3 separate regions of the Mus musculus genome follow, and regions 1 and 2 are each linked to region 3. The links are chromatin contacts, called in public capture Hi-C and promoter capture Hi-C maps. All regions are on one chromosome and are shown on one strand. The core of a region is the stretch at or near the end of the contact, and the rest is flanking DNA. Distances in the headings are between cores, read along the strand shown.

Region 1 (2,700 bases), core at 72-2,571, 600 kb before region 3:
TTCTAATTGCAAACGTGCACCCATACATTGAAGCACACCCACACCAATGCATGCATACTGCATACAAACAGGAAGAGCAAAGCTACTCACAGCCCATTGTTAGTCGTAACCCCTAGACTCACCCTCAACTAAACTCTGTTCTTGTGCCTGCAAGCATGCTTTTCATATGTATCCTGTCTCTTGTATGCCTCATAGATCAAGAACTTGATCAAATCCGGGCTCATCTTTCCTTGGATTTTGCTAGACCACAATGCGTGACTCTACCACACATAAGTGTGTCCTGTCCTATGCGTGTGAATTTAGCAGTTAGGATAAGCACTGCCTACACTCATTAATTCACTAGAAGTTGCAAAACAAACAAACAAAAAAACCTGAATTTTTGTTCCTTGTTTATTTATGAACTTGAGTATCTATGGAGGACTTCCAGCCTAGCATGGTGGCCCACATCCATCATTCCCATAGGTCTTTCAGTTTGCAGTTTCACTTACTTGGTTTTAAAGGGAAACTAGGAGAAAAGCCATCGCGTCATTTCTGCCTAAGAGGACTAAGATGGTCACAAACTCTACCCATGTTATAAACAACTTCAGACTGAACAACTTCTAGAAGCATCGTGGACACACACAGAGAAGCAAGCAAGTGCAGGAGAATTGTGGGAGCTGGGGAAAGGGACACAAGCAGGGTGTGCCTCTGATCACTGAGGCTTTGTGCTTGGAATCAATTTCCAGACTGAAGCCAGGCATGCTGGTACACATCCTGAATCCCAGCATGTGGGAGGAAGGAAGACCAGAGTTCATGGTCATTCTTGGCTACTTAGCACCTTTAAGGCTAGCCTGGGCTACATACAATTCTATCTAAACCTTAAAAAAAGATTTATAGATTTTTATGTGTATGTGTGTTTTGCCTGCTTGTATGTATGTGTATCATGTGTCATGTCTGGTGCCTAGAGGTCAAAGGAGGGTGTGTCAGATCCCCTGGAACTGGAGTTAGGGTTGATTGTGAGCCGCCATATGGGTCTGGGAATCAAACCAAGATTCTCTGTGAGAGAAACAAGTGTCCTAAACTCCTGAGTCATCTCTCTACCCTCCCCCATCTCAAAAACCTTTACAAATTAAAAAAGGAATCCAGACTGACAAAGAGAAGGAACCTACTGAGCTCAATGAGTTGAGAAGAAGGAGATGGGGAAAAGCAGATGTGGCTGGAGCTGGTTACAGGATGGCTGGAAGCAGACTGCTCTTTGGCACAGTTTCAGAAACCTGCCTCAAGGATCCCGAGACCTCTGGCTGACCTGCAGTCTCGGCACTGAAGAGATGACGCCACCCCTGGTCAAGAGTAACCTCTGGAATGAGAAACTGCACCAGGGAGACAGCCCAGCAGTCCCAGGATACCACAGGCGAGAACACTTTCTGCAGCTAGAGTTGAAAGCCTTCCCTGGATGCAGAGGCTGCTCAGGACACGGCACACCTCAGAATTCTGTGGAATCGACTGCAGGGTAAAGGCCGCTCTACCTGACCCTAGAGAGAGTCAAAACAAGTTTCCAAAGGGCCAAACTGATGGTAAGTACATAACTTGTTTCAAATCCCCAAAACTCTTTTAAGGGGCATAAAAAGAACTAGTGCTTCACAACGTAAGAATCACGTCTGACCAGAAATCGCCCGAGTATGAGATGTTAGAAAGCTCAGCAGGCTAACAACAGTTATTCAGCCTCAAGCAAAACGAGTCAGTAACAAACTGGAATTGCAGTGCCGACAGGCAGGGAAGGAGAGAGAGAAAGCTACCTGTGCTCGAGCACTGAAGAACAAGAAGACAAATCTAAAAACTAAAAAGCCGATACAAGAGTATGAGAATAAGAAGACCTAAACTGGTGTTTTTTCTGGCCTCCCACTTGGGAAAGGTTACCTCTCAGGACAAAATAGGTGTTCTTTATATTGATGGTGGGGGTGGGGGACACCCAGATGACTTTTAGTAGATGTAGGTTAGACCTCATTAAAGAGAAGCTGCCCATATCTTCACCAAAGCGTACACTGTCACTTAAAAGACAAGTGGAAGGTCCTGGGTAGAAGGAAAAGTAGGTGGTGCAGTGTGGGTGAAGGCAGAGAGACAAGACGACAAATGCGACTGAGGAAATGCAGGGCACCCTACACATGGCTGTAGGATCATGGGCAGGTTCAACCGAGAAACACGGTTTCTCAAAAAGGTCTTCACACTATGCTAAAAAGTTTTTGCTAGGCTGGGCAGTGGTGGCGCACGCCTTTAATCCCAGCACTCGGGAGACAGAGGCAGGTGGATTTCTGAGTTCGAGGCCAGCCTGGTCTACAGAGTGAGTTCTAGAACAGCCAGGGCTACACAGAGAAACCCTGTCTCGAAAAACAAAAACAACAACAAAACAGTTTTAGCTATCAAAATAATATCATTTTCTACCTTCTGGCAATGTGAGTTTGAAATACTAAGCTCGTTGGCCTAAATTAGTTGGTCTTTAGCTCTAAAAATTAATTCAAGCAGAACTAGTCAGTGCTCCTCAGAGCCACCCCAGCACATAGAACCATGTGTCCCTCTGTGCCAAAGGAGAAAGTGCAGAGCCTATGCAGTGCTCAGATGCACTGGACCAAAGGCTTCTTTTCACAACAAAGTGGGCATCTGTTAGCTCTGTCTGGGTAGCAGGTACTCTTCTCTATGGAAACATCTTCATTTTCCTTTGAAAAA
Region 2 (2,700 bases), core at 18-2,517, 530 kb before region 3:
TCATTATCTTCTGTCTTCCCGAACTCACTGATACTGTCCTCTAATTCCATCTATAAAGACAGCGTGATTTATCAAAGAAGAGAATGATTAAAACCTTTCCTATGGCTTTCCCTATAGGCTTCTAAAATAATATTCACAAGACACCCATCTTCCTGTCCAGACATCCTCACCAATTACCATCACTCCCTGGGTTCCCTAAGCACCAACCTTTTGGTTTCTCTCTCTACCAGACCTGCTAGGGTTTCCTCAGATTTGGAGCCTTTCACATGTTACACCTTCATTTCTCTATTTTATCTTACCCACAGCTATCCAAGAACACATTAAAAACCACAGAGGACACTATGAAGTAAGATCATTATTTTACACCTGTTTTGTCTCTATCACAATTATTTAAACATAACATTTCTATTTTTACAATAAACAAGGCTCAGAAAAGCTAAGAGCTTAACCAAGAACATGGAAATCCAACATCAGTGCTAGATTTAGGGGCTGGCAGTGTTGCTCAGTGGTAAAACACATGCTTAGCACACAAGGAGGCCTCAGTCCAACCCTTGTACCAAAATAAAAACAGGTAGAATTCAACTTTAGTCTTGTGTAGGTGCTTGACTACCAAAGTGCATGACAATTTAGCTGTGAATGATTTAATTATCCGTGCTACAATTTACATGGCTATCTGGGTAAATACTATGCCCTCAGAAAACTAGGATCAGTGGGTCGAAGGACATAGCTCTGGGATAGGGCACTTAGATCCCCAATACCGTAAGAAAGCAAACAAAACCATTCATAACAGCACAGACCACTTGGAACTTGCTCCATGCGAAATCATCTCTAGCATACTGAACTGTGTCTAGCATGCAATCCATGTTCAATCAATAATTGTTGAATATATGAGTGTTTATCTTACCCTTGGATAATTATTTTGAAAACGAAATGAGTTACAACTATACCTCCTACTCCTACTCAGACACAAAGTTCCTGGGTTAGAAGTCATTCCCTCCAGTCCTTGCACAGGCCCTATGTGGCTGCTGGACAGGGTCTGCCCCTCCTCCCCTGGGGATCTGGCAGCTGCCCATCCTTCCTGCCCTCAGGCCTCACCTTCCATGTGGGCGAGCCCGCTGCAGCAGCTTCCGAGCTAGGCCCAGGGGACCCCACGTTGTCCAAGAGCATGAAGCGACCATAGCGCTTCAGAGACCACTGGGAGACTTCGCCTGGAAGTCCGAGGCCGGAGGCCACATTTCCCGCTTCAGACATGCCTGTCAAAGGTCCTGGAAAGCCCGCCTCCACGTGATAGCTGACGACAATCAGCTAGCCAATCAGGAAGCACGGCGCTCAAAGCTCACGCTTCTCCAAAACGGAAGCAGAGGATTCCACTACGGAAGTGTGGTCTTCGCTGGTTTTAGGTTTTGTTTTTGTTTGGTTTTTTGTTTGTTTGTTTGTTTGTTTGTTTTGTTTTGTTTTTTAATGGTGGGCGTCCAAGAGAGATTGTCTCCACTCTGCTTGCAAGTGAGGCTATTATGCCTACAATTTGGAAGATTTCAGCACCATCATGGGAGTCTTCACATTCTCTCAAGGCAGCCCACGCAAGCGTTCATCTGCCTGAGCCTTGAGAGATTTCTCAAACTGGCCAACTTCCTCATAACCACTAAACCCTGGGACTAGACCGGCTCTCTAGGGTGTCTCTGTCCTCACAGCAGTATCACAGATGATGGCGTCTCTTCACATCCTACCTCAAATCCAGCACAACGGAAAGGGCAATTCTGGAACCATGACAATTTGCTCATCAACCGTACCCCAGAACATTCTCCTTCCTTTTGTCACCAGAAGAGAGGCACAGATGGGTAGGGGGTGGCCAAGCATCTGAGAATGTGCCCCCATCAAACAGCAAGCAGATGACATTTCTGCGTGATTTATAGCCAGCAAAAAATTTCCACAGCTGTAATTTCATTTATCCTCCCAACAACCTTGTAGCCAGTTAAAGAAGCACACACCCCAGAACTGATGGTGGCAAAATACATTCCGGAGAGCAGATGTGGTTTATCAATGGGCACAGCCAGTGAATGGCAGAGCACAAATACAACTGTGGACTCCACGGTCTCTTCATATGTCAGCCCCACTTATAAAGAATCTGGTATTTATACAATCTGTGTCAAATCAGAACAATGCATTCAGAGGATGGAGGCTGTGTTAACCAAACACATGAAGTAAAAAGAAATAGAAAATTTTAAAGTTTTTAAAATTGAGGTTTATTTATTTATTTATTATGTGTTGAGACAAGACCTCATTTTGTAGCCTAGGCGGATCTGAAACTTGAGATGAGTCTGCCTCAGCCTCCTGAATATTGGGATTGTAGCCAAGAGCCATCAAACCTGGCTCAATGGAAACAGTTTATAGACTACACAGTTAATGTTTAGAGAATGTTTGGGAAAGTGGTAATAATTGTACACTACAAAGCATCAACTATCTGTAGTGTGCAAAAAAAACTATGCTAGTTAAGGCTGGAGAGATGGCTCAGTGGTCAAGGGCACTGGCTGCTCTTCCACAGGTCCTGAGTTCAATTCCCAACACCGACATGACGGTTCACAACCATCTCTAAAGGGATCTGATGCCCTCTTCTGGCATGTAGGTGGACATGCAACAGAACACTCATACACAAAGTAAATAAGTTAAAACAAAACAAAACAAAAACAAAAGCAAACTATA
Region 3 (2,700 bases), core at 19-2,518:
CAGAAATCTGCCTGCCTCTGCCTCCCAAGTGCTGGGATTAAAGGCATGTACCACCACTCCTCGAGCGACCAGCACTCTTAACTACTGAGCCATCCCTCCAGACCCTTATTCTCTCTCTCTCTCTCTCTCTCTCTCTCTCTCTCTCTCTCTCTCTCTCTCTCTCAGCAAAATCAGCCTCTAAGTTCTTGTTACATGACTATTCAATCAGGTATGGAGGAAATTTGAGAGAGAAATAAAAATACTGATACTTGTATAGATTTATTTTTTTTATTTTTGCTTTTCTAGCGATTTATTTCTTTTTCAACTTTTACAGAAGAATGGCTTTATTAGAGTGGGAAATTAAAGATCAGATGTTGCAGAACGCAAAGTTCAAGAAGCCTGTCTGTCGAAATCTCAACATGTCACAAACACAAGGACTCTGCGCGCTCAGCACCAGCATCTCAACAGACAACAGCCAGAACATCAACCCCCGTGGCAACATTGTTCAGGCCCCAGGGTAACAGAGCTCTCCAACCTTTGGCCCTGTGTCTCCCGAAGCAGAAGCCAATGCAGATGTGTCTGGATGTCACACAGGTTCCTGGGTTGCCTCTCTGCCAACACCAGAGGCAGAAGCCACTTCAGATTTCAGGAAGGGTTTGAGTGGCAGAGGCACTTAGGTAAGAAAAAGACAAATTAATTAACTTGTCAAATCCTGTTGCACAGATAGTGAGACTGCGGTGGTTTCTTCCGTAGTGCAACCCCATTTCCCAGTAGGGCCTCCTGACCATCTCATATTGGTCTTTCTGCTCCACTGCAGGAGGGGCTCACACATTAGCGTGGTATTGGCAGCTACTTATGGTGGCCAAGAACTTTCAGCCACAGTATCGCTTCCGTCTGTCTGTAGTGGGTAGCTAAGCTCCGGGCGGACTGCACTACCACCGCCTGCTTTCCTTGGATCCGGAGATGAAATACACACACACACACACACACACACACACACGAGATTATTTTTAATATGTTTCTTAGCTCAATGGCCAGATAATTCTAAGCCTCCTGCGGCTAACGTATCCTTACCTTCACTCCCAGCTCAACACCTCTAATTCTTCCATCGGCTTAGCTGCTCAGTTACCTTTAGCCCTAGCTCAACACCTTTAAATCTGCCCTCAGTTTAGTTGCGTTTCTAATCTCCCATCTGCTACCCCAGGCCCAGTCGGGGAAGCGGCCAATGGCGACACTATCAGAAATCTCACGTGACTAGTGGCTCTCTCTCCCTCCAAAGCATGGCAAATCCTCTTTCGTCCTCCTGTGTCTCTTAGCCTTCCTATGGGAACCTAGAAGTCCTGCCTCTTTCGTCCAGCCATTGGCCACTAAAGTGTTTATTAATCGATCAAGAACCAATTGGGGTCAGGACCTTCAGCATTCACACGCAAATTCCCGGTCAAAACCTCAGAACCACCTCCTACATCCATCGACCTTTGGATTTATTTCATATGAGGTCAGCTCTCTCTGTTACTACAAGATTCCTCATATTATCCAATATGTAATTGTCATTTAAAAGGTAGACATTTCTCCATTGAAATTAAAATAATGTGCAGTGTTTTCTGAATTGGTGATGATTTCTTTTAAAAAATGTTATTTGTATGTGTCTATGTGCATGCGCTATGGAGGCCAAAAGAGGGCGTCAGACTCCCTGGGGTTAGAGTTACAGCAGCTGTGAGTGTTCCAAAGTGATACTGGAAACTGAGTTTGGGCCTTCTGGCCGAGCAAGGAGCACTCCCAGCTCCCGAGACATCTTTCCAGACCTCGGTGACTATATCCTCTCAGCAACGTCACTAAAATATCCGACTAAGTTAAGCAGAATTTACAATTCAATTTCCAAATTTAAAGATTGTTTTACAATTTTGATGGCAATTCCTCGTATTACTAAAGCATTCTCTAGATCAAAAATAATTTTTAAAATTATCTTAAAATTACAGTGACTCAAAAAGGATGGACCAATTTCATATCACTGCCAAGAGAATATAAGTTGTGCAAAAATCTTGATTGTAACAACATAATTAGTAATTTTGCAATAAGGAAAGCAACAAAGTTAAATTCCATGAAAATATGTTACAAAGTGTGTGTGTGTGTGTGTGTGTGTGTGTGTGTGTGTGTATGGTGATGGTGGTGGTGGTGGTGGTGGTGGTGGTGTTAATTGAGCCAAGGGTATTCTGGGTAAGCACTCTATCAGAGAACTATATTCCAACCATAACTACACATGTCTCATGGTGGCATGTGCCTATAATCCGAGCACTTAGGAGACTAAGGTAAGAAGACTGCAGGCCAGCACCATCCTCAGCCCAGTCTTGGGCTATGTGGAACAGTCAACTCAGTGGAAGAGTGTATGCTTAGCACGCATAAGGACCTGGCTCAATCCCTAGAGCCATGGAAATAAAAAAGAAATAAAGGATCTTGTAGTACAAGCAATTGAAGTTTATCCCTGACTAGCTTACAAATAAATGAGGCTCAGACTATATTTTATTTGGCTTTGACAATTACTAGGGGTAAATCCCTAATCTAGTCTTCTAACTGCAGGCCTGGCTGCCTCCCCAGTGCTGTACCCCAGGTACTTGCTGTTTCTCCTGACTGTGTGCTCATCGTCCATCTCCCCCTGGCTTCCTCCTCTCCTCTCCTTTCTTCTCCCTTGTCTCTCTCCTCCAACCAGGTCACCCCAAACCCACC

What was found. Promoter capture Hi-C pulls out the DNA fragments that hold promoters and counts their contacts. Capture Hi-C pulls out chosen DNA fragments and counts their contacts.
Region 1: a capture Hi-C map of embryonic stem cells shows a contact between it and region 3, with 3 times the contacts expected there. The contact joins two enhancer-like sites. A contact is called at or near these places in 8 of 39 promoter capture datasets (the 3T3-L1 cell line, 3T3-L1-derived adipocytes, the HPC-7 cell line and 5 more), 1 of 115 datasets of contacts at active chromatin or transcription factors (embryonic stem cells) and 1 of 9 other capture datasets (embryonic stem cells).
Region 2: a contact with region 3 is called in a promoter capture Hi-C map of embryonic stem cells. The contact joins the promoter of Rec114 here to the enhancer-like site in region 3. A contact is called at or near these places in 6 of 39 promoter capture datasets (cranial neural crest, embryonic stem cells, hippocampal neurons and 1 more) and 4 of 115 datasets of contacts at active chromatin or transcription factors (all in embryonic stem cells).

What each region holds. Positions count from the first base shown.
Region 1 is chr9:58,671,465-58,674,164 of GRCm38.p6, forward strand. The region is part of intron 2 of Rec114 (REC114 meiotic recombination protein); the gene reads right to left. Among named protein-coding and RNA genes, the nearest start is that of Rec114, 69 kb to the right of the region's middle. Within about 2 kb of position 1,322, at least 26 of the 459 cell types and tissues checked have an H3K27ac peak or open chromatin away from gene starts, as enhancers often do. A contact at or near this core is called in embryonic stem cells, where this site is marked.
Region 2 is chr9:58,740,292-58,742,991 of GRCm38.p6, forward strand. It overlaps Rec114 (REC114 meiotic recombination protein), which reads right to left and starts at 1,268. Exons shown (of 6, transcript NM_028598.1): 1 at 1,096-1,268. The coding sequence starts at 1,251.
Region 3 is chr9:59,273,958-59,276,657 of GRCm38.p6, forward strand. No RefSeq gene overlaps it. Among named protein-coding and RNA genes, the nearest start is that of Gm39345, 15 kb to the left of the region's middle. Within about 2 kb of position 1,269, at least 3 of the 459 cell types and tissues checked have an H3K27ac peak or open chromatin away from gene starts, as enhancers often do. A contact at or near this core is called in embryonic stem cells, where this site is marked.